Regions from separate parts of the Mus musculus genome. Here region 1 is linked to region 2. The links are chromatin contacts, called in public promoter capture Hi-C maps. All regions are on one chromosome and are shown on one strand. The core of a region is the stretch at or near the end of the contact, and the rest is flanking DNA. Distances in the headings are between cores, read along the strand shown.

Region 1 (5,283 bases), core at 1,725-4,224, 130 kb before region 2:
TAAAGAATTGGAATTTCCTTTTCAGACAAAGGGGACTGATCCCTGCTTGCAAAGCACAGGCAGGAAATCCGATGCTCAAAGGCAGGGAACAGTGAGAAAATTGCTCCTGACAGCGCAGCTGCAGCCTTCATGGTAAGCTTGCATGGCTCAGGGACTCCAGGAATGAGAACGCTCAGAATTATATAGCAGGAGAGACATGTTGCTTGGATACCATCCTCCAAGAAGGATAAAGTGTAATCAGAGTAAGGGGCTTAAAATAAAAATCTTACAATGAGATAAGAGTTAGTATAAGAAGCATTCAAATATGCCGGTTCTCTCAAATGGACAGGCACCTGTGTTGTTTCCTCAATGTCTCTTATTTCTACCTCTTTAAAAGGAAGACAAAACTCAGGTTAGGACGGTCACTTTAGCATGCACAAAGCCCACCCAAACGAACCCCAAACAACTTAACGCAAGCATCATTTCCCAGGCACTTTAGAAGGAAATGTGTGTACATCCTGTGAGGATGCTCTTATGCCAATTAAACGTAGGAATAAGAAGCCAGAGACACAGGGCAGTGGTGAGCCTCAACCTTTTCCTGGAAGCATCCGAGTCCTGCTCCAGAGAACACTTCATCTCAGCAGCCACAGCACTTCCGCTTTTCTCTAGCCTTTGCCCTGGTCAACAATAGGAAATGCTCCGCTCCACCCACCACGACCAGCTGACTTTGCTTTGTTCTTTGAAGGGCTCATTCAGGTTTAGCAGCTGTGCCTTAAGTGCCCTAATCTTCAAAACCTTCTAAAAGGCAAGTTACTTGTCCTGGAAAGGCTGCCTTTTTTTTTTTTTTTTTTTTTAAACATTTCTCAGACACCTTTCTTCTCCTTGTGTGAGTTGTTTGATACTTTTGCTGGTAGTGAATCCTTTCTGCTAATTCCTTCCCAAGCGCCAACGCCAAAAATGTTAACAGCCTTGAGCTGAACCCACTCCCACCGCCCACCACCCCTTGTTTTGCTCACCACCTACTCCCTAATGGCAGTTTACTCCTTCCAAGTCTCTTGGAGTCTACCGCTGAGAAGAAAGACAGCGAGGATACCGTTCAACCTCTCAGCGGGGAGAGGGCCATGGGAGGGGTTTGGGTTTCAGTGCCTTTAGGAAATGATTGCTGAAAATTTAAGGCCTAGAATCATCAAAAGTCCCACATTTGCATCCTTCTAGAATGAAAGAATCGCCAAGTTTTGGGCCAGTATCAAATGTCCTTTGACCTACTGAGAGAAAGGTCTACTCTCCCTCTCTATTCCAAGCAGTCTTGAAATTCTGGTTGCTCTTGTTCCCAGAAAGAGGAGCAGGAAGTGGTATGCAAGGGGATCTTTCAACATCCCTGAGAGACTTTCTCTAGAGGACTGTCCCTAAGGACATTCATTAAGTGACATGTAGTGAGTATTTGTTTCTCCTAGAAACATCCAGCAGAGAAGTCTTTAGGGGAGTCAGTCAAATTGGAATAAAGAGCCACAACTGCCCCGGGATAATCGTCTTGATATCTGTTGTCAAGCCTCTGAATATCAAAAAGGAAAGCTCTTCAGAGAATCATGTCCCATCTTGGTTGGACTCCCTCCTTAGTTATTATTTTAGGGTTCGACGGAAATAGGAAGATTGGCTGTTGATGAGGTAAGAGAAAAGTCCCTTTTCTCTGTCTCCCACATTGCAAATCCTCCCCAACCAACGTTCAAACCTTATGACACAAGAAGTCAAGTCAAAGTAGAAAAAAAATGTGTTTCCTTCTTTTTTTTTTTTTTTTAATGTGAATTTCTTAAACGCAGTTCTCCCAGTACATGTTGCAGATAGGTATATTATAAGGCGTGGGCTTCTGTTTTGACTATCTGAATAATCACACTAATCCAATAAATTTGCAGAAATGAATAGAAAATTGATCTACGAGATTCCCGCTTCTTCTTGACTGTGGTGACTTGCAACATCCTAGGTAAGATGTTTCAGGTGTGTGCAGCCTCACCTTTCCCTTTATTTTCACCAAATAAGCTTGGGCCCCTCCTCCCCTCCACTCTGTCTGAAGGCACAGTGAGGTGCCTTTAGAGATAGATGGTCAGCCTCCGTCCTTGTGTTTGTTTGGTATCCTATATAAGGAGGGTACTCATCAGAACTGGTCCGTGCCATTTCTGCAGCTACTTAAGTGAGATCGTATCTGGCTGAGGGGCTTGCGTGGCTGGTGGACGAGCTCCAGTGACTAGGCTAAGATCCTGACTTTGGGGCAAGCGCAAGTCAAGTCCACTCTAAGTCAGACAGTTTGGAAGGCTTTGCTCTGGCTGGGCGTTGTGCTGAGTGTGGTTTCTGCTTTGGTCAGGGTCGTATGGTGGACTTTCTTTGGTTCAGAACCTCTCACTTCCGGTCCTATGAGGCTGTATGCCTGCGGGGCTAGCCCGGGCTGCTGCGGCGCTGCTTCACTCGACAGCGTCCGCTGGCTTCTGGAGGCACTGTTCCCGGTGGAGCGGGTGGAGGAGGAGCCAGAGCGTGAGCTCCGGGAGCCTGAGGAAGAGGAGCTAGGCTTCACAAGGCGGGCTCGGGGCGCTTCGGCGTCTTCTCTGAAAGCGGAAAAGTGAACAGATAGCAAAGATAAACTTTAGTACTGCCGGGGCTGGGTTGACGCTCGTTAAAGTTACTTCCTCCTGAGATTTTTTTTTTTTTTTCCAATAAACTCCTCAAGCCATAAACCTCCAAGGCAGTCAGTTAAGGAACTGAGCAGTTTCTGGTTTCCTAAGACTTAATGCTCAGTTTAGGAAAATGTTTGTTGAGTGACTGCCAGAGAGGTTGAGCCAGTTGCACCAGGATACAGCTCAACAGGAGACTTTGATTGCTTTGATAGAATTGCTTTGATTTGGGGGTTTGCGTACTTAAACCCTTTCATGTCCTGTGGGTTATACCCTTTTTATCATCTACCCTTGCTAAGTGGAAGTGAATCAGAGGTAAAGCTGAGACTTAAGCTGGTTGGTTGTTAGCATGACACAAGCTAGAGTCATCGGGGAGAGGGAGCCTCAGCTGAAGAAATGTCTCCATCAGAATGGCTGGTTGGCAAGCCTGTGGTGCTTTTTTTTCTGGACTAATGATGGCTGTCTGAGAGTACTGCTCATTGTGGGTGGTGCCACTCCTGGGAAGGCGATGCTGGGTTCTATTAGAAAGCAGGCTGAGCAAGCTGTGAGGAGCAAACCAGTAAGCAGCACCCCTCCATGGCCTCTGCTTCAGTTGGCACCCCCAGCTTCCTGCCTTGAATTCCTTTCCTGCCTTGAATTCCTTTCCTGCCTTGAATTCCTTTCCTGCCTTGAATTCCTTTCCTGCCTTGAATTCTTTTCCTTTCCTGCCTTCCCTTGGTAACGGACTGTAAGCTGTAGGGGGAAAGAAACCCTTTTCTTTCCAGGCTGCTTTTGGTCATGTTGTTTGCCATAGCAACAAAAAGCAAGCCAGGACAAAGATAGTTTCACAATAAGTGAATCACATCTCCTGTCCCCAGACTGTAATTTCCTACTTGCTAGGATAACCCTTTGAAGAGATTAATAATGCAGGGGACCTACGGAATGATATTGACTGGTTACTATGGAATTGGCCTGTAAAGGGAGTTTGCACAAATAGGGAAGCTTACCGGATTTCATTAGGTCTGTCTTCTTCCTCGTATCTGTCTTTGCTTTTCCTTCGTATTAGCAGCCATATCAGGAGGAAAATGAGCAGGGCTCCTGCCACTATGCCTGTCACTGCTCCTGCCACCATGCCAATGCTCTGCACATCTGTTTCCTCGGAAGCACAGACAGAAGTACCGTCAAACATAAGCTCGGAGATTCCTGCATACCCAGGACAGAAGCCCGGACAGGGTGGCTTCCAGACCACACCCAGCAACCCTCGCATGCTGTGACTGTGCCTTTCCATATTCTTGCAAGCTGAAGTTACTGCACCACTTTACTGGTTTGCTTAGATTTTAGTGACTACGTCTGTCTCTGTTCACATGATAAAACAGGCTGGGAAAGTTATTGTGTCGTGTAAAGAAAAATTCAACCTTCATAGAATCCTTCTGGGCAGTCTTCTAGCTCTGCCCCTCTTTATCTAACTGCCCCTCTCTACCAGTAAAATAAAATAGAATATAGCCCACAGCATATAATTCTGTGTGTGACTGCCGGTGACTCTCAAACTCTGAGCTCAAGGTAAAATTTTATTTAGTAACATATATGCTCTCATTTGGCTATGACACATGCTAAATATTTGTTAAGTGCCCATTTAAGCCAGCAGTCTTGTAAAGATCAATAAGAGTTTCTCTGTTTTTTGAGTTTGCACTCCACAAAAGGGAAAAGCAATAAAGAATAGATGCAAATAATTTCAGACAGTGGACATGTGAGGGCAAAAGTGTATGACTGGCAGCTTGGAAAGAGAATAGGGGACTACAGTCTCAGTTTGGAAAAGTGGTGTTTGAGTTGAAATACAAAAGACAGGACCATCTTGTGGTGAACTGGAGACAGCCCTCCAGGAGGTACAGAGGGTGTGGTGAATAAGTGTGTCTGGAGCACAATGAACAAGGGAAAGCACGGGGAGATGAAGTCACAGAGACAGGAAGGGATCACTCCCATGGATCCTAATAGGCCAGGCAAGCATTTCACCATAGAGGCAACAGAAGAGTTGCATGGGTCATGTTACATTGAAGAAAGCACACTGTGGCTGTTCCTGGGGGAAATGGAGTGTTTCACAGGGAGAAAAGGAAGCAAGGATACAAGTCAGGATGTTTCTGACGGTGCAAACCGCAGATGACAGTGAGTGGACCAGGCTGGACCTAATGTGCACAGAGGCTGGTACAAGGATGCGATGCGACGGCTTCTGTTCTGAAAGTGTTGTCAACCAACAGAAAGTAGTTGACATTTTTATAAACGACGTGGTCTCTTACTATAAAAATTTACCTTTTATCTACCCCCCCCCAAGATAGTGTCTACAGTAGCCTTGAACTCATTATATAAGTCACCCTGTCCTCACTTACAGAAATCCTCCTGCTTCTATCTCTGGAATGCTGGGGTTAAAGGTGTGCACCACCCACCATGCCTGTCTTTTTGTTTGTTTGTTTGTTTCCCTCTTTGAGACAGGGCTTCTCTGTAGCCCTGGTTGTCCTGGAACTTGCTCTTAAGACCAGGCTGGCTTTGAACTCAGAGATGTACCTGCTTCTGTCTCCTGAGTGTTGGGACTAAAGGTGTGTGCAACCATCATCTGTGTGTGTATATGTATGTATGTATGTGTGTATATATATATATATATATATATATACAT
Region 2 (4,977 bases), core at 210-2,709:
TTTCTTAAGTCGATGACTTGGCTTGCTTCAGCTACTACCTCGTTACATCCTCTTGGTTTTGTTATCAAACTTGATGGCCATTGTGGCCCAAGTCAAGTCCAGACACCCAACCTTGTTGGGAACAAAATAAAGGGCAGGCGGGGGAGGGGGGGGACGCTGGGGGAGAAAGGGAAGGAGAAATATGCCACGTCCGGCCAGAGTTCCTGTGCTCTGGGCAGGCGGGGAGACTGCAGGCGCTTTTCCACTTGGCCCCGTGAGCATGCCTGGCCCACGTGGCAGGGGGTGGAGAAAGGGGCAGTCCCGACCAGGGACACCCCTCCCCCCCAACCCCAGGTACCTTGCTAAAGCCCCAGGGTTGCAGGAGAGAGGGAATAGGGGCAGAAGTTCCCAACACTGATCAGAGTGGGCAGTGGAACTTGAAGAAGCAGAGGTGAGAGGACAAAGGAGTGAGAATAAGAGAGCAAGGTGGGGGCTGAGCACCCCTTTTATGGTCTTCACTGTTGCTTGGTAACTGGGGAGGCATGTAGCCTGAAGGTCAGAAGCTTGGGCCATTGCTTATGTGACTACTGACCATGCTTCTCTTGTGGGGGCTGTGAGAGGTGGTACCTTAGGCAGGGGCCAGAGTTCCAGGAGCATGAGGGAACGCCTACCGTGTCATGAAGGTGAATTATGACCATCGGGGTTCAGACCTCAGCTCGACTGGAGACCAGCCTGCAATTCCCCACACAACCTCATTATTGTTGAGGCAATTTCAACAAGCCAAATTAAAAGTGGGAAGCAGAAGCTGAGTAGTGGTGGCCATGCCTTTAATCCCGGCACTTGGGAGGCAGAGACAGGCAGACCTCTGAGTTCGAGGCCAGCTTGGTCTACAGAGCGAGATCCACAACAGACAGGACTATAGAGAAATCCGGTCTCTAAACCAAACCAAACCAAACCAAACCAAACCAAACCAAACCAAACCAACCAACCAACCAAACAAACAAAAGTGGAAAGCAGGAAAAGGCAATTTATTTATTTATTTATTTATTTATTTATTTATTTATTTATTTATTTATTTATTGGTTTTTCGAGACAGGGTTTCTCTGTGTAGCCCTGGCTATCCTGGAACTCACTCTGTAGACCAGGTTGGCCTCGAGCTCAGAAATCCGCCTGCCTCTGCCTCCCACGTGCTGGGATTAAAGGCGTGCACCACCACGCCCGGGTCTAAAAGGCAATTTATTTAATGCGACCAGATTGGGAAGAGAAACAGAGATCCAGTGAACTCCTAAATCCTGAAGCCAAGACTGTGCACATCCAAGCCATCCCTGCCAAGGCGTGATCGTGGCCCCCACTGGCTCATCGTAGTCTGGGCTTCAGTCTCATCTTGTGAGGTGGTCAAATTAGTTATTACAACTGTATGAACACTTTCCAGAAGACAACTTCTCCTTCTGTTTGGGGTCCTTCCCTTCTGCCAGCATGGTATTTGTAGGGGAATTCCCATTTCTTTGGGACCCAACATTTCCCTAGTCTGATAATCTAATTGCTTAATACTTCAGTCAGGCTGCTTACAGCTTCCTGGGTCACAGGATTCTCGGACAAGGTCATCCCATAGAGGTCTTGGTTGCTACTCTTACCAAACCTAGTCTTCTAACCAAAGATTTCTGGCTTGGTTCTCCCTTTTTGTTTTTCTTTTATTTTTCTTCTACTGGATTTATTTGCCTACTCTGAGGCATCCAAGCCGTGCCTTACTGTTTTTACTCTTCTTGACCCAAATCTTAGCATGTGAAGAAAGGAGGAAGGAAGCCAGCTGGAGCAGCTGTCTGCTCAGCAGAATTGCTAGCCCAAGGATAGGGACCTTGTGGACACACTTGCAGCTCCGTGGAGGTTAGGGGCTGTTCTCTTAGACTGGGTATGGTATGACCTATTTACTCCTGACCCACTAAGGACCCATGTCACCTTCTCTCCTCCACCCCTCATCGCCAGATCTGACTACAGCTAAGCCCAGTGTGACTGGATAGCTGGACTCGATCCTTAGACCTGACTCTGAAAGTCTGTCTATTCACTATGAATATGTCACAGGAGCTCACAAAACCCTGGGTGATGGAGAGACAAAGAATTAAAAGATACACACCTTGGTCTTGAGGAAGCCTCCTCAGAGACTTTACTTAAAATCTTGAATGCAAATAAAGAATCCCAACTTTGAAGGTTTTTAAAATATTCGAAGAAGTCCAGAAGGGAGGGGAGAAATGCACCTGAAAGGCCATCACAGAGGTGGCGGGTGTGTCTGGGGCACACCTGGAGAAAGGACAGAAGCCCTAGACAGACTTAGGTGACAAAATGGTTCTCAAAAGAGAGTTGACTGCTTCATCCCTACCATCTCTGTCACAGAACCCTACCCACTATCTCCTGATTTCATCTATGAGTCTCCACATAGCTTTGCAGAGAACTTGGATATGTTCTGTGTTGTTCTATGTTGAAAAGAGTCAGGGATAAGGGAAGGGAATGGATCCTTTCAGTTTGCTGTGTGGCTTAGGGAGAGCATCTTGTCTATCTCATGGCATTGGTCTCCTTAGGAATTGTGCATTAGGACATTGTCAAGCACACACACACTTTTAATCTATTGGGCTGGGCATAGGTGTCTACACGTGTAAATATATACACATAGTAAAATATATTCTAAGTTACATATATTAAAATTTTCAAAATAAGTTATTATCATTCATTAAGTGTAAACCACTTATACCTAAGGTTTATTATTCTTGAAAGGTAAGTGATATCAGCCTCCTTTGCCCGAGACATACCCACCACCACCATGAGCATAGACAGAGGAAAACCCCGAGGCTCAGAATTCACTGTAGCTCAGAAAGAATGTTTCTGTCGTCTGATGACAGGACCAGGCACTGGAGCGATGCTGTCAGTGGGGACAAATGCTTCCCTATCCAAATATATCTTTTCTCTTTCCACACCTGGAACATTGTCTCCAATTGCAACACTGGGGCCAAGTTGCTGCAGACCTTGGCTGTGCAGCGCGATGCTGACTTGTGTGGGGCTAGTTTCCACTGTGTAATGAGGTGACTGCAGAGAAAGACTCGGTGGTGGGTAGGAGACTGCAGAGAGCAGTCTTCCGCCAAGATGCTGTGGGAAACTCCCAACAAGGCATTAATTAGGAAACCCTTGCATACACCAGGCTGAAAAACTGCAAAACTGAAAAAAAAGAAAGAAAGAAAGAAAGAAAGAAAAGAAAAAACTTCCCAATTTAATATGAAAGACATTTCCAGTATTAAAATGTTTGCTAAATTTAAAAAAGTGTCTGTTGGAAGGTGATCCACAGGAAATGTACAGCAGCATGCCATGGGACCGTGACCTAGGAATCATTGGCTGGCTTAGGTGACATTGATGAATATGTAAATTAGGGGAATTCAGTAGTTTGATGTCTCTGTCCTGGATCACTTTGGAACTGCTTCATCTTCCAGACTGCACAAACATCCCTCTCCCTTCTTTCTTCATCCCTGACTTTGTGTCCCAGCAAAATGAACCTTACTCTGTTCCAAGTACATGCCCCAGGCTCTCCTACTTTCTGCTTTTGCTTAGATTCTTTGCTCCATCTGGAATGTCCTTCTGTTTCCTGCTTTGCCAAGTTTCTAAAGATTCCTGATCCTTATGGCCTTGTGCAATGTCCTTCACTCTGTGAAAGCTTCCCTATCGGACTGGACGGGACTGGTCAAAGGACACTTTTTCTCTCTAGTTGAGTGTTTCTCACTTGTCTTACAGACATAACATTTTGCGTGCACATGTGACACTGAGGTCTAACCTGGGACATCAAGCATGCCAGGCAAGCACTGTGCCACTGAGTTCAAATCCCTAGTCCAAAACATCTGCTTTTGAAGGTTAAGTTAACATGTTCCCTTTTCATGTTCCCAGTTGGTAACAGATAGATGACTTTGTATGCAGTAATAATTTAATGAATGAATGAATGAATGAATGAATGAATGAATGAATGCTCACATCTTATACAAACAGCAGAGCTGTGTGTAGTGTGAGGTCAAACTATAATTCAACTTGCTCATTTGCCAAACATATTAGGATCAAGGACCTCTGTCAAATTTATGATTCAAGTCTTTCTTAACATATTTGGTCTCTAACAAACACATATGAATAACAAAGAGAAGAGCACACTGTCTCTAAGGGAAACAATTAAACCCACATTTTTTTCTTTAAACCAAAGAACTTGATGAGTGAAATTGGGAAGGGCAATTGTGATAGAGCTTGAGAGGAATGCATCGGCCGGGTGCTTGGATCACCCCAAACTCATGTTGAAAGTTTTCAAGCTGGCTGAGCACTTGCCTAGCACACACAGGCCCTGGAAGTCAGTCCTCAGCACTGAGAAAAGCAGGCATGATGGCTCATATCTGTAATCCCAGCACTAAACAGGTCAAGGCAGAAACACCAGAAGTTCAAAATCATACTTGGGATACATAGGTCATACTTGGATACGTATCTCAAGATAGATAGATAGATAGATAGATAGATAGATAGATAGATAGATAGCTATCTAGCTAGATAGATAGATAAATCTGACCTTCCAGATGAGCATATTAGGAAATGGGACAATAGAGAGGTAATCTCCATTAGTAACTGTATAAGAAGAACCCCAAAGTATGCTTAGGCAGACTTCTCCTATCATGTGGAGACCCAAGCAGAAGACAGCAAGTTGGGACCTACAGAGGCCTAAGCTAGACCAATTCAGACCAATCTCAGGCATCGGCCTCAGAACCAGGAGCAGGGCATCTTTGTTGTTGACAAGTTTCTCAGTGTCTAGTACTGTGCTATAGCAGCAAAGTTAACAGAGTCCAAAAGGAGCTGGGGTAACTAAGGAAAAGTTTGGGGCACCAACTGTGAGTATATAAGTATATTATCCAGAACACACATTTGCATTCTAGGGCTCTTGGCAATAACTGCGTATTTGAAAGACCATTATTTGAGCCGGGTGTGGCGGCG

The links. Capture Hi-C pulls out chosen DNA fragments and counts their contacts.
Region 1: a promoter capture Hi-C map of adipose tissue shows a contact between it and region 2. The contact joins two enhancer-like sites. A contact is called at or near these places in 4 of 115 datasets of contacts at active chromatin or transcription factors (embryonic stem cells and microglia) and 3 of 9 other capture datasets (adipose tissue, liver and pancreatic islet).

The regions. Positions count from the first base shown.
Region 1 is chr9:40,779,597-40,784,879 of GRCm38.p6, reverse strand. It overlaps Clmp (CXADR-like membrane protein), which reads right to left. Exons shown (of 7, transcript NM_133733.5): 6 at 3,626-3,767; 7 at 1-2,573. The coding sequence ends at 2,270. Among named protein-coding and RNA genes, the nearest start is that of Hspa8, 19 kb to the left of the region's middle. Within about 2 kb of position 2,974, at least 163 of the 459 cell types and tissues checked have an H3K27ac peak or open chromatin away from gene starts, as enhancers often do. A contact at or near this core is called in adipose tissue and microglia, where this site is marked.
Region 2 is chr9:40,648,248-40,653,224 of GRCm38.p6, reverse strand. No RefSeq gene overlaps it. Among named protein-coding and RNA genes, the nearest start is that of Gm39319, 16 kb to the left of the region's middle. Within about 2 kb of position 1,459, at least 25 of the 459 cell types and tissues checked have an H3K27ac peak or open chromatin away from gene starts, as enhancers often do. A contact at or near this core is called in adipose tissue and microglia, where this site is marked.